Regions from separate parts of the Gossypium hirsutum genome. Here region 2 is linked to region 1. Evidence: chromatin contacts called from public Hi-C data. All regions are on one chromosome and are shown on one strand. The core of a region is the stretch at or near the end of the contact, and the rest is flanking DNA. Distances in the headings are between cores, read along the strand shown. Region 1 holds the start of LOC107886424 (B3 domain-containing protein Os11g0197600). Region 2 overlaps LOC107959976 (plant UBX domain-containing protein 7).

Region 1 (5,098 bases), core at 2,437-4,936:
ATCACTTCCTTAAAACTCCCATCAAACCCAAAGCAAATTAAGAAAACATGATGATCCCCAGGTTAATAGAATCCATACAATTGAATTTCAAAGTACTGCTGCAATGTGACAAACATTCTGCAGTTATTCCTCTCCCTCCATACAAATATAGACAACCCCATTCCACAAATCCTGGTGATGAGTTCCTGAACAGATTTTCCCTTTGCCATACTTGGGTAAAAGACAAAAAAAAATATCAGTGTCGATAGCTAAAGGTCCAAATAAATTGCATCTCATAGACAGCATTAGATTAGTGCAACAATATAGTAATAATAACACGATTTGACAGGCAGTATAGGTCTACTTAGCAGGCAAATAATAACATTAACATATTCCAGTTCTCTGAAACTGCTCCTAAAGGAAGCAGGTTCTTTCAAACCCTTTTCATCCACATACTTGGCTTCACATGAAGAGAACCAAAGAGATGGGTAGAAAGAAACCAAGGCATGCATCAGTACATATTATCGCCTGAAGGTTGAAGTTTTTAATATACCTCACAAAGAAGTGTGGCGATCTAGCCCTTTTCTTCCCGACCCAGATATATGCACACGCATTTCATAATTATTGACAAGTTCAAATATGCAGATATCACCAATCTTTATCTCATTATCACGAACAAAGGCCATCCATCCTCCACAGAAGGTATGCACAGCTCGACCTTTTGAATCTGGGAGAGAATTTACAGTCCAACACGTGCCTTGCAAATTACGAAGCACTACTTGTGTTTTGCAGTAGGGTAGATGCTCCTTTGAAAACTTATATGGTATTTTCTGCATCGTATGATCCAGATACTAAATGAATATTGATACTAGAGAATCCCCAAAGAACCTATGCCTCTTATATTTCAGCAAAGAAAACTTGCAACAATTGCTAATAGTAACTTGCAACAATTGCTAATAGTTATATTGATGTCCAAGAATGACACAGATGGGTACATACTTTGTTTTCAGAATCTAAAATATATAACTGGCATCTTTTCTATTTCTCCTTTTGGATCTTTTACTACACCGTCAAATTAGTTATGGAAGAAACCTTACTTTAGTCAAATTTCTGAAAGGGGGAAGCAAAAAATAAATTGCTCACCAAAGTATACGAACCACTGATGTTGAACTTTCTCATAATTCTCACAAAACTAGGAAAGCGAGAAGCAAAAGACCTAGCAGCTTTTTCTTCATCAACTGTCATCATCATTCTCAAACCACGAATAGCTGCTTCTGATTTACAAGCCAAATTAAAAATAAGACCAGTGAATAAACATTCTACTAAATGGAAATCACAATGAGTATCTTATATCCATGGTCCTATAAACACAAATAATCTCCCTGGAAGCTAAGAAAAATACAAACCTTTCCTTCAACCAGATATAGATTAACACTCATGGTCAAGTATAGACAAACTATAGAACAATTTAGAAACTTTACCTTGCTTTTCAGTGCCTGACCTTGACAAAGAGCAGAGCACAACACTGGCAGATTTTTTTGCTGCATTACCATATTTCCATTTGTCAAGCACCTTAGACCCTTTGTTATCACAGATTTGAACCTTTTTCAATTTTGAGTGGACCTTTGAAGTGTTCTTTACAAATTTCTTCAGTAAAGTGGAATCAGACCTGTCCAGGACTGCTTTTCTGCTTTGCCTGATCAAGTCTTCCTGTCCAACCCGAAGAATATGCACACGGAATTCAAATTTGTGCACCAATTCAAAAATACAAATATCTCCAGCCTTTATCTCATTACTACGGACAAAGCTCAACCATCCACCACATAAAGTATGACTTGTATGCACTCTTGTTGTAGGCACAGAATTCACCGTCCAACAAGCTCCTTTCAGATTCCGAAGCACGATCTCAGTCTTGCAGTTTGGAAGATGTTCCATTGCAAACTGATATGGAATATTCTGTCACAAAGAATTAAAACGCAGTTGAATACATAAGCAGCTTTCAAGATGACTAAATAATAAATCCTGAAAGATCTAACTAGTTGATTCAAGACGGTAATGGCTAGAAGAATTTCCATTAGTAAGCAAAAATGTAATTATTAAAAAGATTGTCTAGCCCCTGAATTTGGAACATGTAAATGAGGGAAGTCATAATTTTCTTCTCATTTTTCCCTTACAAGTAGGAGGAACTTTTTCCCAACTGGTGCCAGAGCTAAAAGCACGATGCTCACTAGGTTAAGAAACTTGTTCAAAAGCTCCAAATGCAGAACGATTGCGATTAAGAGAAGTTTCTAGCGAGTAGAGTCATTTAATACCCTACATGTTTGCCATATAGCACGATGCTTGGTCAAATTTATGTCATGCTGGAAACAATGTCCAACACAAAAATCCAGGGCGAAACAGTGAGAAGGAAACATCTTACCAATGTATATGAGCCACTGACATTGAATCTTTTCATAATTCTTACAAAAAAGGGGAAACATGAGTTAAAAGACTGAGCCACTTTCTTCTCTTCAAATTCTCCTATCATCTGTATACAGCCACTGCCATGAAGCTTCAAGTCATCTTCTTTGCCAGTTATTTTCAGAATGGTTCCATCTGTTTCAAGAGACCAGAGACTCTGTCAAGTGGAATTTATGTAATGTAAACCACCAGTGAAGTTCCAATAAGAATCAGAATGAACATCCACAAGCATGCATAATTACAAAGGCATGAAATATCTCACATTGAGTTTCTATGTAAAGCAAATTTAACACAAATAAGTGGTATCTACGCTAACATAAGATAATGAGAACTAAACAAGAATACACATACATTGATACCATAGTTCTTACTTAGTGTTTATTAAAACAAGTTTTTATTCTTACATCATAGAAAACTGCCAAATCAATGATAAAACAACAATTCATATACAAATCTCAAATGGGAGAGGTTGATTTCTTCACCATGATTTTCATCACAGGAAGTTAATCCTTGACAACTTGTAGTAGCAAGAATCAGCTCCCGCCCACAATGTTCTTCATCACGATCGGACTCAAAAGAACTCTGTCTGATTCTCTTTAACAACTCTTCACAATCTTGATCCAATGAAACATCATCCTCCTCCCTATATCTCTTCTGCCTCACAATTCCATGAAACACGCTACCAGCTTGACTGCATTTACAATGAAAAGCAACTTCTTTCTCGCAACTGCTTTGATCAAACACTTTGACATCGAAAACCAAGTCACCATCATACCTAAAAACCAAAATTTCACCGCATTCTAGGCTATGGTCTGCTACGAAATCAGCCCATCCTTCATCAAATAATAAGTCATCATTTCTTTGAACTAATTTAACATTCCAACTATACCCACTTGGTCCTTTTAACAAAACTGACCCAGAACCTCTTCCCTCCAAGTTTCTATTAAATCCCACTGGAATTCTCTGTTAAAATATCACCCATCACTCGAAGGTAAATAAAACTAACTAATCTAAAATGGAATTCATAACAATATTTACACTAAACCCTAATTTGAATAGGAAAAAAAAAGGTGTAGAATACCAGGCTGTTAGCACTTGAAGTAGAGGAGAAGACATTGAGAAAATGCGGTCGCCTCGGCTTCGACATCGCTGTTGCTGGCTTTGATATGCTTTACACTCATCGACAATGTTAATTCAGACCCATATTTTGAACCTTCTGAAGCGGAAGAGAGTTTTTTTTTTTTTTTTTCTTAGAAACCTATTGTTTGGGTTGGGTTGTTATCTTATCCGAGTTGGATGCGGTTGTGTCACACGTATCTTTTTGACTCATTGATCAAAGCGAGTTTCTTTCAAACAATCATACCAGCGCGTTGAAATGACGCTGATTGTTATTAAGTGAAACCTGCCATGTCAGACGTGAGCGAGCTTTGGATCCAACACTATGCAATTTCTATAGTTGTTAAGGCCCAATTTATTTATGTGCAGATTTATTAATTTAATTTTAGTAAATTTATTAATGTTCAAATTTAATTTCGATGTTCTTAACAAAGTTTTTCACCCCTATCAACCATAATTGGAGTGTCATAGTTTTATTTTTTTTCATTTCTATAAAAAAAATTATTTTAACCATCCAAAATGGATGAAAGTATCAGTATTTGTTAATTTTACTTATGAGACATCCACGTGGATTATTACATATATGTTATATTAACAATTAATTAAACTTTTTAAGATTAAAAATATTAAAAAATATTTTTTTATTTTTTTAAATTTTTAAATGACTAATTAATTGATAATGTGACATCTACATAACAACTCTCGTATATATCATATCAGTAAAGTTAACAAATACTAATATTTTTATTTATTTTAAGATGATTTGACAAACAAAGCAAATTTAAAATTAAAAATGATGAAAAAATATATCAAAAACTTTTTTTATAAAATTGGAGTGTCAAATAAATTATTATTTATTTTTTTAATTATAAAATTTTATTAATATGGCTTTCATTCAAAAAAAAAATCTTACTAGTTAGAGGTGTTTATAATGGCTTACACCACAGGATTAACTCAAGAATACAGACAATGCATGATCCATTACTCATTTTTAGTACCATGGCATGGAACTTATAGTGTTACGGATACCAATTCTCGTATAAGAGGCAACCGAGAAGTTAACTCTTTATAAATCCTTTCATCACTATTATAGCATATCAGTGAGTGACTAGTAACGGATTACCAACAAAAATAACATGTAAAAAGCAACCACTCAGAACGACGGATTTCTAACAAAAATGTGACAGGAATCATATTCTGTCACAATTACGGTCACAATATTTTGATATTATCTCTCAACAACCCATTGTAACAGAAATTCCCGTTACAAATTGAAATTATACATAATGACAAATTTTGTAACAGACTTGTGACCGGTTTAATTAATTAAATTATTTTTTAAAAGCAATTTTTTAATTGACTTACATATTTAATTAATTACTTTTAAAATAAATTTATAAATTTATTTTAAAAAATCATATATAATATAACAACATACATAGATTATATATACGATTAGTGGTGCACTCTTTTTTTTTCATTTAATTTTTATAATTATAATTAAATATATTTTTAAAGTGCAAATGATCGTTTCTTAATTTTT
Region 2 (5,719 bases), core at 1,770-4,269, 850 kb before region 1:
TTGATATAAGGTATTTTAATCTCTAGGACCTGGTTCAATTCATGGATGGTGGCCCAAGGGATTATCATGCAACTCTGTCTCATAAACGTCCAAGAGGAAGCTCAGTTACTCCGCAACAAAAAATTAAAGGTAATCATGTATCCTCTTTCTTACACCAAGTTACAGTTTACTGGTAGAGAACCAGTAAATAGGTAAGCACGTTTCAGTCTGTGGGGCAATGCATACTACTGTTTTAGCCTGATTTTGTTTAACTTAATATGTGGTGTTGAGACCTCTTGCAAGAAAGCTAGTAAATGTTGTAAAGCTTCAGCTTGAAGCTTTCAAGGGGGAGGGAGAAGATGTCTTTCTCTATGTGCTAACCTGTATATGATACTGCATTAGTGGATAAAAATGAGAAGGATTCCTTTCAAGGAAAAATAGAGAAGTCCACCCACAATATATGCTGTTTTAAGAACTGTTTTGGTTGATCTGCATGTAATTTCAGTTCATTTTACTATAGTGTCAACAGATGAAACCAATGAAGATAAGGAAATGTTGAGAGCAATAGCGGCTTCTATGGAGAATGCGAAAGACTCTATTAAAACAACTGAGGATGATAAAGTATCATCCACAACTGAGGAAGAATCATGCTTGACTAAGAAGCCTGCATATCCTCCTCTACCTGAAGAACCTAAGGGTGACAGGAACCTCTTATGTAGGGTTGGAGTCCGACTTCCTGATGGGCGCAGAGTACAGAGAAATTTTCTCCGAACTGATCCAATACAGGTAAGCATTCTTTGGGGAGTTTTCCTCTAGTCACTTATTACCATTCATGTATTAGAATTTGGTTTGCTGTGTTCAACTATGCATGTTCTTGGATATTTCCTGTCTAAGGAATGTGTATGTTCAACTATTTCATTTGGATGCTTGCTGTAAGTCTCACTTTGAAAATGTTTCACTGTTCTGCAAATGTTGTAGAACATAAATAAGATAACTGATGGCAAAATCTTGGCATGTACAGAATGGGCATTGGTGAATCATTTGAACTGATCTTTCCTCAGATGTCTGCCCCCTCTACCCTGTACATCTGAACTAATTTAGAGCATTCAGGTGTTGCATTAACTGACGTGTATACCAGTTTAAACTGATAAATATATGTTTGAAATGGACATTCAGTATTATATTTTTTTCTTGGAGTAGTGACATTGAATTTAACTTGAAAATTTGGGACAAAAATGTATGTTGTTTCCTTAGGCAGAGTGATCCAGTCCCTCAGGGTTGTCCTAACTGATAGGTTTATATGCTTTTATCATTTTGTTGTCACTACGCAGCTACTGTGGTCATTCTGCTATTCTCAACTTGGTGAAGCTGAATCAAAGCCATTCCGCCTGACTCAACCAATTCCAGAAGCTTCGAAATCTCTGGATTATGATAGCAAATTAACATTTGAGGAGTCGGGGCTTGCCAATTCTATGATCTTAGTTGCGTGGGAATGAATATTGTCAAGATGGCAATGGTTTTCAAGTTCATTCAACCACCTTGCGTTGAAAGATTTTTTGGTTTACGAACTCTTCACATCCCTGTTTCTCACTTTGTGTTGCACTTCAAGGAGTTATTTATGAGGGGATGAAAGAACCACCAACTTTATTATGTATATATACTCAAAATACTCTTTTTATGTCTTCAATACTTTTAAGTTTGTTTAGTTCTTTTGAAAGACCAGACATCTAAGCTTTCTAGCCCACCATCTAGGCCTCCACTACTTTCCAAACAGTTGAAACTTTGCGGATGGTATTAATGCACATGGTTTAATCTCTATTAGATCCGGTCACTTTCAATATCATTTTCTTTGTATATGGTTTTATGTACATGGTTTACACCGCCCGTTTCATGTAAAGTAGAGTCTTTGTTTTGTGAGAAAAAATGGAGTTCTGTTTTTAAAATTTTGATATTTTGTTGAATGGCTCTGTAAATTATTTTTTCGAAAAAATATACAGCAATTTTCATTCATACAATGTATATTTTATTTTACTTCAGCCTATATTTATAAATGGTCGGCTTTGGTTAGTGTTTTTTCCTTAAAAAAATTCAATCGATCTGTCATTTATTCGAAAATGTTAATTTAATTATTTTTTTACAAACAAATACACAATTTATGAAAATTAAAATTGTCTTTCGCAAAATGTATATATGGTGCTACACGGTTTGACTGTCGTGTTATCTATTATTGGTTAGACCTATGATATTTAAATTAGCACTCAACGATTTAATAATAATAGGTAAAAGATAAATTGTTTTTTTTTTCATATATTTTAAACGTGATATGATTATATGGTTTCTAAAATGTAAAATAAAATACGAATGTAATAACCATATATAATATGGGTTCATTTCTATATTTCCGTAAAATATGTATTTAGTTTATATATTCTGGTCAATATTAGTTTTTATATTTTTCAATTTTCATTCTTAATTCAAATAATAACAATTAAATTCTTTTGATCTAGTTATGTTATTATTAGTGTACTATGCATAACCTACGAATTTGATACTTAATTCTTCAATTTGATAGTTTTACTTCTTATATTTTTTAAAATTTAAAATTTCAGTATTTGACACAAACAGTAGCCATTATACCAATTAACTAAAATGATGCAGATTTTTTTGAGCATTATGAGAATAAAAAATTAATGACATGTAATGACATGTTTGGCATAAAATTATGAAAATAGTATAATTTAATTTAATGAATTAACATCTATATTTTAAATAAGATCAAAATTTTAAAAATTAAAAATTACAGATTTAAAATAAATAAATAAAATTATAAAAATAAAATTTCAATTTATACATAATAAAAGGACTAATAACAAAATTTTGATTTTATATCAACGTATGATATTTTGAACATGTAAATAATATTATGGATATATGAATTATCATAAGAATTACATTGTATGTTATCTTAAGGCAGTAAAGGGCAAGCCCACAACAATCCGGATGGCAGTGTTGGTGGTCCCTTGTGAAATCTGTGGGGCCAATGCTAAAGCCCAACGAAAGCTTTCACCCCAATATCTCGCTGCCCCTCTCAAGGGAAACAACCATAGAACTTGGTACTTCTTATGTGTATATGTTAGGAACTTCCTCAATATATATATTTATACATATATTTATCATATTTGAATTATTTTTTCGTATTTTTATTGTATCTAAATTACGTGAATCACATTTAGCTGAGTAAAAAAGGTGAATTTTCAAAAAAAATTTTGAGAGGTCGAAATTAAATTGTATATTTTTAAGATAGTAAAAATACAATTTTATTATTTTAATAGTCTATATTTTTATAATTTTTAAAAGATTAAAAGAAATTTTATCACTTTGGAGGGAGGAGAGCAATTTTACCATTAATAATTTTAAATTTTATAAATTATAAAGAAGCTTAAATGAAAAATTTTTCGTTTTAGGGGGCAGGGTCCCTGCCAACCTTATTGGCTTCGCTACTGGTAAAAGTACTATAAAGGCTCATATATTAGGACTCAAATTACATTTTATCTCATTTACTTAAAAAATAGACAAATTAATCTTTGTACATCATAAAAAGAGTAAATTTATCATTTTATTAAAAAATCATCGTTAAATGATGATGTGAAGATAATATTCAAGGTGGTTTTTTTATTTGAAAAAAAGACCCCTTAAAAACCAATGTTTATATTATTGAAAAAAGAAAAAAGAACTTGGGGAAAAAACTTAAAATCCAACATGTATACTATAGAAAATACTTAATTTTTTTTAATCCTAGTCATTTTTTAATTCCACTTCAATTAAAAAAATAATATAGGAAAAATTCAAATCATCACTTAACAATATAAATAAATGGAATTTATGAAGAGAACCAGTTACTATTTTATCTAATGTATAAGGACAAATTTTTTCCTATAACACAAAAATTTCAATGCTAAAATATTCACGGCGTTCCAAAATTTTATTCTGTAAGTTTTCTGAGAATGGATATTGAATTATTCTATAATTTGCTAAAATGCAAATTTATGCTGAGAAGTTTTATTAAATTAGTTGAATTAAAATTTCATAAATTAAGCTATATAGACTATGTTGGAAGAAAAGTCAAATTGGCTAGTTAAATGTTTTAGGATTAGATTTTGGATTTAGGAAATAGGGGAGGTGTTTATGTGATAAATAATATATTGCTATTTTTCCAAGGAAAATTCATGTGAAAAACAGTTTTCTCATTCTTTTGAAGGTTGCCCAAAAAGAGAGATCATGTGAGTTCTTATATTATTGAATAAAAACTATAATACCTCTTACTCGAGTTCAAACAATAACTCGGGCATAAAGATGTTACATTTAAGAACTAAAAGCACTAAACTTGAACATAATATAATTCACTTCATTTTAACCAATTTAAGCTCATTTAAAGTGGTTCAGGTCATTTCCAAGCTATCGTTAAAGTTTGGTTGGAATCGAGACTTGTTCTGGACCCTTTTGGGGCTGTTTCAAGACATTTTTAAAGCAAAACATACCAAATAGGGTGGTCTAGAATAGTAGTTTTGGTACATCTCCTATTGTACTTATACAAGTTCCCTAAAACTATTCAACGGGGCATTCTGTCTGACATGTATCGAAACAAGTCAAAATTGTTGCAAGACAAGTGTACAAGGGACCTCGAAACATGCCCAAAACACCTAAAATCAAGTCGAAACCATTACCAATCAAAATATTTTTATATGTCAAAATATAAAAAAATACCACTCAACATCATATGTATCAAGAACATCACATAGAATCCAAGTATCTCAAGTCCAAAAATAATATAAAATGAGCATGACATAGCTTTGAAACCATCAAATAACATACTAAATACATTCAATGGTTCTAATCTTATGTACATGCCACTCTAATACCAAAATATATAATCCATACTCTCCAAGTTCTTCCTTTATGATGAGATGTGGATGAGATTGACCACTTCAAAAGATACATTCAGATGATATTTACCTATGTGTTAGAAATAATGCATTAAGCTTGTGAAAACTTAGTAAGCACTTAAGAATGCAATTCTTACCTTTGAGTGCAATTAGATAAATAAATAAATGAATAAATAAGATTAACAATACTATAAGAATCTAACTAAGTTAAAAATTCATAAAAGCAACTAGCTTATTTAGCACATTTTCACTTACCATACATTCATTTCTCACTTAGCCCAAAGTAGACTTGTACGAACAAGACATACGGAATGTAAACACGAAATACATGATCATATATGTCCTAAATTTTCACGGATACTAGATGTGTTAAAATCACCAACACCAAAGTACTAAATTCATGAGCGCACTAAATATTCCTAATGGCATGCCACCTATATCCTAGAAGTTCAAAACTTGTATATTTGCATTATTATTAGTATAAACTCAATTAAATTTTCAACTATAGTTTAGTTTGCATACTCTCATATCTACATGACAATTTCCCAATTTTCAATTTAGTCCTTTACTTTATACATAAAACCACACCATAAATAATCACATATCAATTACACATCCATTAATCACTTTCATGGGTTTAACACTTATTTTACACATTATAAATATTATTAATTCAAAGCATTAGCATATTTATTTTAGTATATTTACTCATAGAAATTTAAATAGATAAGAAATAATTCTAAAGGCTTGACAATACTTCCTTCCACCTTCCTTCAAGCTTTATCTACTTGTTTTCC

The links. Hi-C and Micro-C count contacts between places; a contact is called where the count stands out from the background.
Region 2: a contact with region 1 is called in a Hi-C map of leaf, with 2.4 times the contacts expected there. The contact joins the enhancer-like site here to the promoter of LOC107886424 in region 1. A contact is called at or near these places in 2 of 34 Hi-C or Micro-C datasets (callus and leaf).

The regions. Positions count from the first base shown.
Region 1 is chrA03:82,350,328-82,355,425 of Gossypium_hirsutum_v2.1, reverse strand. It overlaps LOC107886424 (B3 domain-containing protein Os11g0197600), which reads right to left and starts at 3,686. Exons shown (of 7, transcript XM_016810377.2): 1 at 3,521-3,686; 2 at 2,922-3,402; 3 at 2,399-2,574; 4 at 1,461-1,935; 5 at 1,123-1,253; 6 at 533-809; 7 at 1-210. The coding sequence starts at 3,586. The coding sequence ends at 534.
Region 2 is chrA03:83,203,896-83,209,614 of Gossypium_hirsutum_v2.1, reverse strand. It overlaps LOC107959976 (plant UBX domain-containing protein 7), which reads left to right. Exons shown (of 9, transcript XM_016896167.2): 7 at 27-129; 8 at 500-765; 9 at 1,311-1,797. The coding sequence ends at 1,475. Among protein-coding and RNA genes, the nearest start is that of LOC107959976, 5.5 kb to the left of the region's middle. Within about 2 kb of position 3,019, at least 1 of the 9 cell types and tissues checked has an H3K27ac peak or open chromatin away from gene starts, as enhancers often do. A contact at or near this core is called in leaf, where this site is marked.